Regions from separate parts of the Mus musculus genome. Here region 2 is linked to region 1. A link is a contact called in public promoter capture Hi-C data. All regions are on one chromosome and are shown on one strand. Each heading gives the region's core, a stretch centred on a gene start, on an enhancer-like site or on the middle of the called end of the contact. The rest is flanking DNA. Distances are from core to core; before and after follow the strand shown. Region 1 overlaps Abcd3 (ATP-binding cassette, sub-family D (ALD), member 3). Region 2 overlaps Abca4 (ATP-binding cassette, sub-family A (ABC1), member 4).

What was found. Promoter capture Hi-C pulls out the DNA fragments that hold promoters and counts their contacts.
Region 2: a contact with region 1 is called in a promoter capture Hi-C map of liver, with 2.4 times the contacts expected there. The contact joins two enhancer-like sites. A contact is called at or near these places in 6 of 39 promoter capture datasets (the 3T3-L1 cell line, the SN4741 cell line, cranial neural crest and 3 more), 1 of 15 datasets of contacts at CTCF or cohesin (the NIH/3T3 cell line), 6 of 484 Hi-C or Micro-C datasets (3T3-L1-derived adipocytes, the Patski cell line, bone marrow-derived macrophages and 3 more), 6 of 115 datasets of contacts at active chromatin or transcription factors (bone marrow-derived macrophages, embryonic stem cells and pancreatic cancer cells) and 1 of 9 other capture datasets (embryonic stem cells).

Annotation. Positions count from the first base shown.
Region 1 is chr3:121,795,020-121,801,429 of GRCm38.p6, reverse strand. It overlaps Abcd3 (ATP-binding cassette, sub-family D (ALD), member 3), which reads left to right. Exons shown (of 23, transcript NM_008991.3): 2 at 4,945-4,981. Among named protein-coding and RNA genes, the nearest start is that of Abcd3, 17 kb to the left of the region's middle. Within about 2 kb of position 3,224, at least 7 of the 459 cell types and tissues checked have an H3K27ac peak or open chromatin away from gene starts, as enhancers often do. A contact at or near this core is called in liver, where this site is marked.
Region 2 is chr3:122,119,275-122,125,684 of GRCm38.p6, reverse strand. Abca4 (ATP-binding cassette, sub-family A (ABC1), member 4) reads right to left here. Exons shown (of 50, transcript NM_007378.1): 18 at 5,566-5,655; 19 at 3,880-4,054; 20 at 1,995-2,126. Gm40138 (a long non-coding RNA gene) reads left to right here. Exons shown (of 3, transcript XR_001783974.2): 2 at 1-64. Among named protein-coding and RNA genes, the nearest start is that of Gm40138, 4.0 kb to the left of the region's middle. Within about 2 kb of position 3,289, at least 175 of the 459 cell types and tissues checked have an H3K27ac peak or open chromatin away from gene starts, as enhancers often do. A contact at or near this core is called in liver, where this site is marked.

The DNA of each region.
Region 1 (6,410 bases), core at 1,975-4,474:
AGTACCGTGCTGTAGGATCTGGACTTGTTCTGGAAACTGTGCTTCTTTTAAAAGTTTTAGATACAAACTACATCTCATGGTATAAAATTAAAAAGTAAAACCCAGAACTACTGACAGGATAAGAACAATCTAGTTTTTGTTATGTTTTAGTAGTGACATTATACATGAAACAAATATAAAGCAAATATAATGCCTTATAATACGTTATGCTCAGTGACTGTTACAACTTTGAAGCTGTCTGTTCTTTGGGAGTTTTCCTTATAAATCTTTGCGTGTGATGCTTTTTCTCGGGATGGGATGGGTAGGAGGTGTTATCTGACAATTTTCTTAATGTCTCATCTTTCCAATCCCTTACTTTTATTTTTTTTTCTTTATCTCCCTCCTGAATAGGTGATCAGTTTTGGAAATTTATGTTTTTCTAGGAAATTAGACATATCACCCAAGTTTTTAAATTACTTTATAAGATATCCAGAGAGAAAGACTCCCTGCTTTAAAATTGTAATGATTTTTTTCTGTTGTGCTTTTGTATTCCTCTTAGGTTTTTAATTTTGAGAGAGGGCCTCACTGTGAACTCCAGGCTGGCTTCCTGTCCTGCCTCAGTCTCCACGGCCTTGGAGTTAAAAGGCAGGCACAGCCCTAGCTGGCCCGTATTCTTCCTTTAGGATTAGAGTACCAGCTGCTTCATTTCTGAGGAACTAGCTCTTGGATATTTATTGCTTAAGGTTGACAGGTTTTCTGTGGGTTGTATATTAGGTCAGGTGAGATTAATTCAAGGTGTGTGCTCTAAACAGAATGCTGTGGAGATGTAGAGGAAGAAAGTCATGGCGAGAGCCATTTGGCAGTGGCACAGGGCACAGGGAGAGCTGATTTGGGGGTGGACATGAGAGTGCAGGCACTACTTCAGAATTCTGATCCTGTTTTCTTGGATTATATACCCACAAGTAGAATTGCTGGATTATATGTTAAGAATTCTACTTTAAATTTTTGAGGAATTTGTGTTTTCTTTTTCATAACCCAGGGTTATATTCTTGCTAGCTGTACAAGAATTCCCTTTTCTGTATATCTTTGCCGATATTACTCTTTTGTTTATCTGGTGACAGTGATCCTACTAGGTATTAGGTATATTTCACTGTAACTGTCTTTTTAAAAAAAGATTTATTTATTATTATACATAAGTGCACTGCAGCTGTTTTCAGACACACAAAAAGAAGGTAGTTGTGAGCCACCATGTGGTTGCTGGGATTTGAACTCAGGACCTTCGGAAGAACAGTCAGTGCTCTTACCTGCTGAGCCATCTCGCTAGCCCCTCACTGTAAATGTTAAAAAGTATTTATTCTTTTTTTATTTATGTGTGTACCTGTGTGAGCTAATGTGTACCATGTCTTGTGCAGGTAAGTAGGAAGCCATAAAAAGTGGAGTTACAGGTTGTAGTAAGCCTTCAAATGTGGTCTCTGAGAAGTGAACGTGGGCCCTTTGAAAGAGCAGGAAATACTTTCAAATGCTGGACCATTTCTCTAGCTCTCAGTGTAGTTTTATTTGCATTTTGTTGATAAATAAAGTTGGACATGTTTTGATGTATCCATTAGCTACTTATATGCCTTTTGAATATTGACTGTTGATAATTTTTGGATTATTTGTTTGCTTGCCTTTTTAAAACAATCTTTGTTTTGAATGCCAACTTATTGCTAAATGAATGGTTGCAAATATTTTCTCTCATTCTGATATCACTTCTGCTTTGTAACAGTCCTATAGTTTGTAATGTGTTTTAAACAATCCTATAATATACACACTTAAATTATGAACAATAACACTAAGTACTGTTTTTAAAAGATTTATGTATTTTTATTTTAGAAGTGTTTTTACATTTTATATTTTATAAATGTTTTGCCTGAATGTTTCTTTTCTTTTTTTTCTTTTTTTTTTTGGTTTTTTGAGACAGGGTTTCTCTGTATAGCCCTGGCTGTCCTGGAACCTACTTTGTAGACCAGGCTGACCTTGAACTCAGAAATCTGCCTGCCTCTGCCTCTGGAGTGCTGGGATTAAAGGCGTGCGCCACCACACCACGCCTGGCTTGCCTGAATGTTTCTAAGTGTACTGCATGTGTGCCTTGTCCCCATGAAGGTCAGAAGGGCACCAGATCCCCTGGAACTGGAGTTTCAGTTTTGAGCCTTCATGTGGGTATTGGGAACTGAACCTGGGTCTTTCTGCAAGAGTAGCCAGTGCTCTTAACTTCTGATCTACCTCTCCAGCCCCAACATGAGCACTTTTAAAAATGAAACATCTGGGTGGTGGTGGCGCACACCTTTAATAACAGCACTTAAAAGGTAGAGGCAGGCAGATTTCTGTGAGTTTGAGGCCAACCTGGTCTAAGAGGGAATTCTAGGACAGCTAGGGCTACACAAAGAAACCTTGTCTTGAAACAAACCAACCAACCAACCAAACCCTTAAAAACCATTCTTTGACTTGGAGTTAGGTTTGTCTTTGTAGCTTTGCTTGGTCTTGTTTGTCTTTATGCTGAAAATGAAATGTACAGATTGATTGAGCCCAGTGAGGCATTGACAGAAGAGGATTGCGTGTACATGGCCCCTGCGTATACATGACTTGGAGACGCGCAACAAAGATGCCCCTTTTAAGAGAGTCTTACTGCCTTCCTCCGAGCAATGTGCGTGCAGCCTATGTTTAGAGTCTGCTTCAGACACATGAATCCCCAGGTCATGAGTTCACAAGAGCAGCATACATTTGGATAAGTGAGCAATGCAGAAGTATAAAGACATTTCAGTTCATCACACAGCATTCTTTACAATACTTACTTAGAACCTAGCTTAGCTTTTTCTCTACTGCTGTGATAAAACATCTTAACCAAGACAACTTTGAACAAGTGTTCCAATGTCCAAAACTGTAGGGAATGGTTGTCATTTAAACCACCACAGGACATCTATCTGATTAGCTGAGTGTTAGATCTGGTTGAGTGCTGCCTAAACTTGCTTTCCCCCTTCTGTTCATGGATGCAGAGTCCATATTCCAAGTATGCTGCACTTTTAACTTGAGAGAAACCAATCTGCACCCACTGCTCACCTCGTCAGACCTCTGTACTGGGAGGAAATTCACAAACAGGAATTTAGAATGTGGTTAGTGTTTTGTTGAAGGAGTACAGGATAGTGAGTTACAGACAGGGCGTCAGCCAGGCTGATGGCGCTGGGGAGAGCGGGAGCAGGGACGAGGAATCAGATCACCAGCCTGAGCTGCTGCTTGCAGACCGCTTTCCTCACCTGTAACGTGCAGATGACAGACACAGCCAGCTCCTTTAGCTTAGAGTTGGTTACTCATGTGATAGAGGGGTACAGATGCTGAGCGGGTGAGAGGACACAGTAAAAGCTTTTCCTGGTGTGATGGCTACTCTGAGTTGTCAGCATGACTGGTCGAGAAACACTCCAAATCCAGATGCAGGACTGTCTGTGAGGACATTCTAGAGGAGATTCACTAATTGGGTGGACCTGCCACACTGGGGTAAAGGGACAGAAGGCAGCTTGCCGCTTCACCCTCTCATGCTCTTCATGGTGCATGCTGCTCTGCTGTCAGGGTGGACTGCAGCCTCTGAAACTGAGACAAAATAAACTGCTTCTTGAGTGTAGTAGAGATTTTTAGTCCCAGTCCAGAGTTTTACCCCACCTCTATCATTCAATTCCCAGATAAAGGACACAGACAACTTTTATATTTACTGTAAGCCTTAAACAGCACAAAGGCTGGGCAGATGTCTAACCTCTGTGCTATTAGAATCTACTTTCCTATCAATAACCTCGAGTTATTACTTAACCCTGTTTCATCTGGGCTGCTTTTAACTCCAGTTGGCCAGCCCTCAGGGCCATGTTTTCATGACTCACCTAACCCGTGGCAACTTTCTCTTCCTCCTCCACCTTTTTCCCCTCTTGGTTCTCTTTTGACTCCCAAGCCTGGGAAACTGAAAACAATGACCCCCCCCCCCCATACACACACCTGTGTCTCTTCTGCCTAGCTATTGGCTGACAGCATCTTTACCTACCAATCAGAAATAACTTGGGAGCAAGGTCACATAGCTCACTTAGGTCTACTGCAGACTCTCATCTTGGGGATGAGATTATAATATACAGTAAAAGACCAAACCTCAGCACTTGGGTCCTGCCTCCTACTCCCAACATGCAGCTCTGTGTTGCCTTGTTAAAATCCCACTGGCTAGCAGTTATGTGGCCAAGCTTTGATTCAAGAATGGACAGGTAGATTTTCACCATTCTGTGGGAAGACTTACAGAAAAAAGTATGCATGATATGTGGGAGTTAACACACGCGCATGCGTGCACACACACACCACCAACTGTTCATAATACTAGTAACCTAACATTCAATGAGTCATTTCTCTAAACAATACTTAGTACAAATGAAACATGTCTGCCCTGAAATTATCTGACATAATGAAACCTTTGAGCACCCTGGGTTTTTACATCTGGTAAAATGTATGTAGCAGATATTCCAATGTTGAAGAACTATGAAATCTGAAACACTTCTGGGCCCAAGTGTTTCATAAGCAAACACCCAGCCTGTAAAGAGACATAGGAACTGTTCTTTTTTTTGTTTTGTTTTTTCTTTTAAAGATTTATTTCTTTATTATATGTAAGTACACTGTAGTTGTCTTCAGACACACCAGAAGAGGGCATCAGACCCCATTACAGATGGTTGTGAGCCACCATGAGGTTGCTGGGAATTGAACTCAGGATCTCTGGAACAGCAGTCAGTGCCCTAAACTGCTGAGCTATCTCTCCAGCCCTGAACTATTCTTAATGAATAAATTTTGCTTCTTGGTTAGGAAAAAAGAAAATGACCATTTGGAGAATTGTATGTTTTTTGACATTTTAGAATAATTTAATTATGGAAGCATATAACAAATAAAGTTCTCTTATTTTTTCCTTTGCAGTAAGAAAAGTGGAAAACCGCCATTACAGAATAATGAGGTAAAAGTTTTAAATGACCTACTTTTGGGGGTGGTTTGCATTATTTAATCAATTTTGCTGGGTAAAACAATTTTAGAGTTAGAATACAAGTTTTAAAATCTCACTTCCATTTGACTACATACAAGACTCTGTCACAGGAATTCCCTTTTAAGAGTCTTGCCTAGAGTCTTCTGGTGCTGTTTGTTTGACAACGCTCCTCTAAGGAGACAGTTATTAACTCGGTTAGGTTTAGCCCGAGATGACTTGCTGCCCATGTAGCTCTGTTTTTCTCCCTTCTATTGAGACAGGATCTCACTGTATGTACGTTCTAAGATGCTTAAACCCTCATCCTCCTGCCTCAGCCTCCTTAGTGCGGGGTTTAACGAGTGTACCACTTTGATTAGAAACTTTTTCTTTAAATATTTATTATATCACAAAAAAAGAAAAGAAAAGAAAAAAAAAGAAAGCTAAATCAACCTCATGGTCTAGGAGTTAGTTTGGTCTTGTAAGGATCTATTCCTTTAAAATATAGTTATATCTTAGTATATCGTTGTATTTCAAGGTTAACAAAGTAAATTATTCTCAAAACCATGTACATGTCCCTTATACCTGTAAGTTTAAAGAAAAAATTACCTTTTCGTATTACTTAGTTAGCCTGGAGAGTAGTAAGAGTGTGATGAGCTTGCATCGATTTATTACAGCACAGGAGAAACAGGCCATGAACTTGACTGTCCTTGTGGCTGAGATGATGACCTGGGTTCAGCTTGTGTGTTTCAGTCAGAATTAAGGAATGATGTTCCCCTTAAAGCCAGACAGAAAAGATCAACAATAAAAGGAACAACAACTTAAAAAGAATTATTTTTAAATTCACACCACCCCCCCCCCCCAAGCTCATGCCTAGTAGCATTCACTCCTTGTTACCCCTGGCAACTGCTCATTTACTGTTTGTCTATTGATTTGCCTGCTCTGGGGCATTTAATGTTAATGCGATCATTCAGTACGTGTGGTCCTGCAGGCCTTTCACTTAACATGATGTTTTCAGGTTTCTTCATATTGTTACTATACTATTTTATGCTGAGTAGTATTGTGTTGTGTGGGTTATATCACCAGGTAAGGGATTTTTACATTAACATAAACATGAAGCTTATGAGTAGTGCAGCTGTGGTCTATAACAGGATGGAATTTGGGGTTATGCAGTAACTAAGTTGACATTCTTTTCAAATAAATGGCATTTATCCCTGTGTCAGTTTATTGGCTTTAATATCTGTACTATTAGTATGGTTTTGAATGTAATTCTTATACCTAGTATGTATTACTATATAGGCTATTATATAAAGTTTAATTTGCTTTCCTTTTCTTCCTTAAAATTATTTCTAGAATTGACTAATAAGCATCAAAGTGATTATTACCCTGTTACATCCTTTAAGCCCCACCCGCTTCTCTCTATCTT
Region 2 (6,410 bases), core at 2,040-4,539, 320 kb before region 1:
CGTCGTGCACAGATACACACTCAGGCAAAACACCCACACTTTCAAAAAGTGGGGTCACAAAATGGTACGTATGATTTTACTTTCCCGTATAATTTTTAAATCTTTGCGCATGTCTACACACGCAGAGAAATGTCCGAAGAGTCATATCTGGAGGTGTTAACAGTGAGATTGCCTCTGGGCGCTGAAAGGACTGGTGACAGTTTTTTTTCTTTTGTATTTATCTGTCTTCTCCCCTTCACCGCCCTCCTCCCTCTGCCAGGACTAGAGTCAGAATGTAAAATATGTTTTAATTAGAAGGAAAGAGTAGGGGAAGAGAGAAAAGAGGGAGGGAAAAGGGAGGGAAAAGAAAGAAAGTGATAGAAGAAGAATGGGAGAAAAGATAGAAAACCCAAGCAAGCCGGCATGAAAGCCCCCCTCCCCTCCCAGGACAGTCTATAGCACCGGTGGTCCACATGTAAAGGGGATAACATATCTCCTCTTTCTGTCAGCAAGTATTTGGGGGCAAGTAAGGGAAAGTGTCATAAAGAAGTTACCGTCCCTCCTCTGGCTGGGGACATCTCAACTCTGATCACCAGGAGCACAGCCTCACATTTGGAAGGACAAGGGCTTTTGACTGAGAAGACCAGACAAACGCATTGCTAAGTTGGGCAGGAAAGAAGTGTGTGTGTGTGTGTGTGTGTGTGTGTTGGGGGGGGGGCATTGGAGAACAGGATACAGGTGTCTTAGTGCTACTATTGCTCGGATGAAACACCATGACCAAAGCTATTTGGGGAGGAAAGGGTTTATTTGGCTTACACTTCATCATCAAAGAAAATCAGGACAGGAACTCAAGCAGGGCAGGAACCTGGAGGCAGGAGCTGATGCAGAGGCCATGAGGCCATGGAGGGAGCTGCTTACTGGCTTGCTCAGCTTGCTTTTTTTTTTTCTCCTCTTATTTTTTTTTAATTACGTATTTTCCTCAATTACATTTCCAATGCTATCCCAAAAGCCTCCCACACCCTCCCCACCACTCCCTTACCCACCCATTCCCATTTTTTGGCCCTGGCGTTCCCCTGTACTGGGGCATATAAAGTTTGCCTGTCCAGTGTGCCTCTCTTTCCAGTGATGGCCGACTAGGCCATATTTTGATACATATGCAGCTAGAGTCAAGAGCTCCGGGGTACTGGTTAGTTCATAATGTTGTTACACCTACAGGGTTGCAGATCTCTTTAGCTCCTTGGATACTTTCTCTAGCTCCTCCATTGGGGGCCCTGTGATCCATCCAATAGTTGACTGTGAGCATCCACTTCTGTGTTTGTTAGGCCCCGGCCTAGTCTCACAAGAGACGGCTATATCACGGTCCTTGCACCAAATGCTTGCTAGTGTATGCAATGATGTCATCGTTTGGAGGCTAATTATGGGATGGATCCCTGGATATGGCAGTCTCTTGATGGTCCATCCTTTTGTCTCAGCTCCAAACTTTGTCTCTGTAACTCCTTCCATGGGTGATTGTTTCCATTGTTGGTGGGATTGCAAGCTTGTACAACCACTCTGGAAATCAGTCTGGGGGTTCCTCAGAAAATTGGACATAGTACTACCGGAAGATCCCGAAATACCTCTCCTGGGCATATATCCAGAAGATGTCCCAACCGGTAAGAAGGACACATGCTCAGCTTGCTTTCTTATAGAACTCAGGACCACCAGCCCAGGGATGGCACCACCCACAATGGGCTGTTCCCTCTCCCATCGATCACTAATGAATAAAATGCCCCACAGGCTTGCCTGTAGCCTGATCTTACGGAGGCATTTTCTCAGGTGAGGCTCCCTCTTCTCCAGTGGCTCTAGCTTGTGTCAAGTTGACATGAAACCAGCCAGTATACAACAGGGGTTTCTGACAGATATTTTGTTTTCCTGTGGTGCTGGGGGCAGAACCCAGGGTGATGGATGGGCCAGGCAAGTGCTCTTCCAATGAGCCCCACCCCTGCCCAGGAGTATCTCAACTCCAGCTCACTTACTGATGAAACAGGATGTTGTGTTGTGGACACATGCCCAGGCTCTGCCGTACTACATCCAGGTTGGTTTCAATGTCTTTTCCCCCAATGAGCACAGTTCCTGACGTCGGTGGCAACAGTCCTGTCAGGATGGACCTGCCGAACACAGGGTTAAGTGGCAGAAGAGATGGTTGTTAGAACTCACCAGGGGATGAGGGTAACCCCATACAGGGTCAGAAGGATGCTTGTAGTGACACCTGCCCTATCTCTCTATCAAACTCAAACCTGATGTAGCTGAGGGGCCCAGAACATTTCCACACAGGGTTTACTTAGCACCAGTGCCTTGCTTCAAGTCCTAGTGCCTAGACCACAAGGGCCTTCTTTCTCTACTTTTTATTTCCAAGTGTTCCTGGGCCAGTATCAAGAGCCTCGGGGATTCCCAGACTCAGACACCCCACCCCATCATCACCCAGCCATCATTGCAGCGGTCAGTTGTAGTGCCCACTGGATGGCCACTGTGGTGGTCAGTTGTGGTGCCCATTATGACTGTCTGTCAGAGTGATATTCACGGATGTGGTCAGCTACAGTGTTCACTGTTGTTTTACTCTGTGGTCAGCGGTAGTGTCCACCGTGAAGGTCTGTCATAGTGGTTGCTCCGTGGCTATTGATGTGGCCAGCCATTGTGGCCACTGTCGTAGTCACAGTTGTGGTCAGTTAAAGGGATTTAGGACCCAGCCCCACTGCTTTGCCTGGGCGTGCAGCCCTTGACAGTGGAGAAGCAGGGTTGGTGACTCTCCAAAGCTCAGTTGATGCCAGTGAGAAGCTGGGCAGCCTGTCTGCTGACTGGCTAACACAAACAAATTCGTTTGGGAATTCCAAATGTAAAAATGTGAACAATGTTGTGATTTCTCTTTTCTTTCTTCAATTATACAAAACATGTCTCCCACCTGCTTGGGTAGTTGTCTAAGTTAAGTGAATCGAACATGCTTGAAAAACAAAACAAAACAAAAACAGGCCCCAGCACAAAGTGAAACTTAAAATGTTATGCTATTCCCAGCATTAGGACAGCGCTTGTGTTCCGACCCCAGTGGAAGTTTAGTTTCTGCACTGAGTGAAGTAATGTGTTTGTCTTCTAGAGGTCCTGGGGTCTCGAATGGAGTTTCCTGTCCTCCCACCACGTGAGTTAGCAAGGAGATAGCCTTAGGATGCCACGCCCAGTTCTGTCCCAAGTTCTGATAAAATCGCATGCTATCTGAACCTGTACTTCGAAGCTGAAATGTTGATCAACCACTAGAGGGAAACAGTACCAAGCCCAATGGCACCAGCCCCGCATTCCATTCCCATTGAAAGGCCCGGGAGCACATTCCGGAGCAGGGTGTACACTGCTGTTCCTTCCCGGGGCTCTGCAAGCCAAGGATTTGATGGCTGCTGTCACATGGCTTGTTGACCCCTACCCCTCCTCCACCGGCCCATCGGCCCATCGGAGGTCTGCACCGGAGCCCTGACTGCCTGTTCTCAGCAGGTGGCGCTCGCACCCCTTCCAGAACTAAAGGATGGATGGAGGAGTCCACCCAGAGCCTCAAAGCTTCCTGCCCTTGGCCTTCTGCCAGGCAGCGAGTCTACTTCACTGTTCTCCCTACACTTTCTCAGAAAGGTAGCCATCCCATCAGAGGTCCCACACCAGCACTAAAGCATCCTAATTATTAATTGGTAGGAAACGGAGTGCTACATAAAAATAGCCCGGGGACATGGGCAGCCACGGCTTTTTATCCTCACCGTGGGAGGTGTGTGTGAGTGTATATGTTTCCACCGAAATTCAGTAAGGAAGAACAGAGTGGAGTTATTGGGGAGAGAGAATGAAGCCGGGGAATGATAGGATGGGAGACAGCCTCTCTGGCAGAGAACTCACAAGGTGGTGGTCTTTCCCGCTCCGTTGTGACCCAGGAACGCCGTGATTTGGTTCTCATAGAAAGTGATGTTCAGACGGTCCACAGCTGGCCGGCCACTGGGCTCAAAAACCTTCACCAGGTTCTTCACACACACACCAGGCACCAGCCCTGGAAGCTCGCGTTCAAAAAAGGAGTCTTGGAGGGAAAAACACATTGTAGAAACACCACATGTTAATGACGCCGTGCTTCATGAACACACTGCTTCCTTCAGACCTGTGCTCTGGCTGTAACTTCACCTGCCCATGTGGCTGCAGCTTTGTGAAGAAGATCAAAACAGGAGTAGTCATAGTTGCACTGGCCATAGATTTCACACTTACTGTGAGTTAGGCACTGTTTCCAATGTTTCCCAACAAATCCCTCACTTCACACATATAGTCCTATAGGTAGATATAACTAGGCTCTTTTCAATAGGTTAGAAAGCCCAAGACTGAGAGACATCAAGTGTTCTATCAAGGCTACATGGTGTACAAGTGGCAAGTATGGGCCCAGGGTCCATACCCATCTGAAATAGCTCCTGTCTATTATTGAGTTAACCCCGAGTTCCGTCTTTGCTTCAAGGCTCAGTCTATCGGATCTTCATAGGTTTCTGGCACCAGCCCTGACTCCTCAAGCCAGGACAACCTACTCTTCCTCATCGTAACTCCTTCCTCCCCATGCTCCGTGCCCTTTCCAGTATCAACCAACCTACTCTCCCCCTCCCCGTGACCCCCCACCCCCCACCACAGCATCTTTTCCGAAGTTCACTTATAGAGTCAAGATTACTGTCAGAGTATTAAGTCTAATTAACTAATGGTCCCTTGCTCTGTCCCCAACTCCCGTTGCATTGTCTGCCTGTGTCTCCTGGCCACAACTAAAGCTGAAATGGAACCTTATCATACCACTCTGGGAGGAGGATCTTCTAGAGTTACTTTAGCCTGCAAACCAGCTCTGTGAGGATTCAGGTCTCCAACATCAGCTTTGCAAAGTGGTACCTGAGGGGCGCCTAGAAGCTGGACCCTCTCGTGCCAACATCAGGCTAAATCGGAGTCTGTGTGCCTCTCTAAACCCAAGCCATGCATACAGTCAGGGATGAGAAACATTAGGAGAATTAGTTCAAGAGTGAGGACAAAGCAGCAAAGGCCAGGGAAAGGAGTCTTATGTACCCTGCCCATCAGCCCGGGCGTGATTAGGTAACTTCCACCACCAGGAAAGGCTTTTGATGCTTGCAGTGAATGGGCTCTGGGTTTGTAAACCTTGAGTGAAGTGCAGTCAGCTCTGCTAGGCTCTTTCCCCTTACGGAACTTATTTTTGTCTTTCCTTGTAGCTCATATCCGCTTCAAGTCCCAGTGACCCAAGTCATTGTTCTGACTAAATCCTCGGAAGTCAGCACATTTGTGCGATTCCCTTGGGATTTGCCTAACAAGGGCACAAACACACTACAGACCTGGGATCTGCTTTCTCCAGGAAATATGCACTAATGTCTGGGTTGGACCATTCATTCCCCTCGTGTGCAGCTGGACATGAGATTTAACACCAGTCAAGAAAGGGAGTCAGCTTCCTGGCCTCCTTCATGTTGCTCGTCTTGTGGTTTGGCTCTGGCACTACTGAAGCTTTCCGTTCCGTTCTGCTGTCTTTTGGGATGGGGGTGGGGGGTCTTGGGGGGTTACCATTCATTCCTTCTGGGTGCTCTGGATCCTCCATCTCCTCTGTTAAGGGTTCAGTCTTTTCCAGAGCCCTTTCTTCTCTGGTCGAACAACCTGAACCAACCAGACGCCAACGTTACTCTTCAGGAGAGACAGGAGAGAAGAGGAGGGGCAGTGGGGACAGATGCATTTCCCATCACAAGGGTGGGACAGCTCCCTCCAGAGGTTGGAGCCATCATAGCTCTGAGACCCGTCTCCTGCATGGCCTCCAGCTCTGACCTGCTGCCCAGCCGTGAGGGACTCAAATCTGATTGTGCCGATTTCGCAGGGCCCACAGGGACTTTTTAAATCAGAACCTTGAAGCTGGAGAGTTTTGATTTACATTGTTGTTAGGGGGAACTGGGAATCAAACTAGGAACTCCCTGCTTGGTAGCACTAAGCCACATTCGCAGTCCTCGGCAATTCCTTTTAATGTGGCAGACTGCTCATGTCAGAAATTGTAATAAAAACAAAAACAAGCTGAGCAGTGCTCACCTTTAATCCCAGCACTTGGGAGGCAGAGACAGGTGGATCTCTGAGTTCGAGGCCAGCCTGGTCAACAAAGCAAGTTCCAGAACAGCAAGGGCTAAACAGAGAAACCCTGTCTTGAATGTTGTCCCCTTGAGGGGGTGGGGGTGGGGGAATCAGACAAATCAAAAAATCCATCGCAGGATTAAATTTGGAATAGGTTTGTTTTCTTTAGCCTACCACCTGGTCCTTTTTGCTCCAACTAAAACATGTCAGTCATGGGAGCCCTGAGCAAAAATCCACCTGTAGTGCTATGGTGGGTAGCTAGTTTAGATCTGAGCTGGAGAAATGGCTCCCTTTAA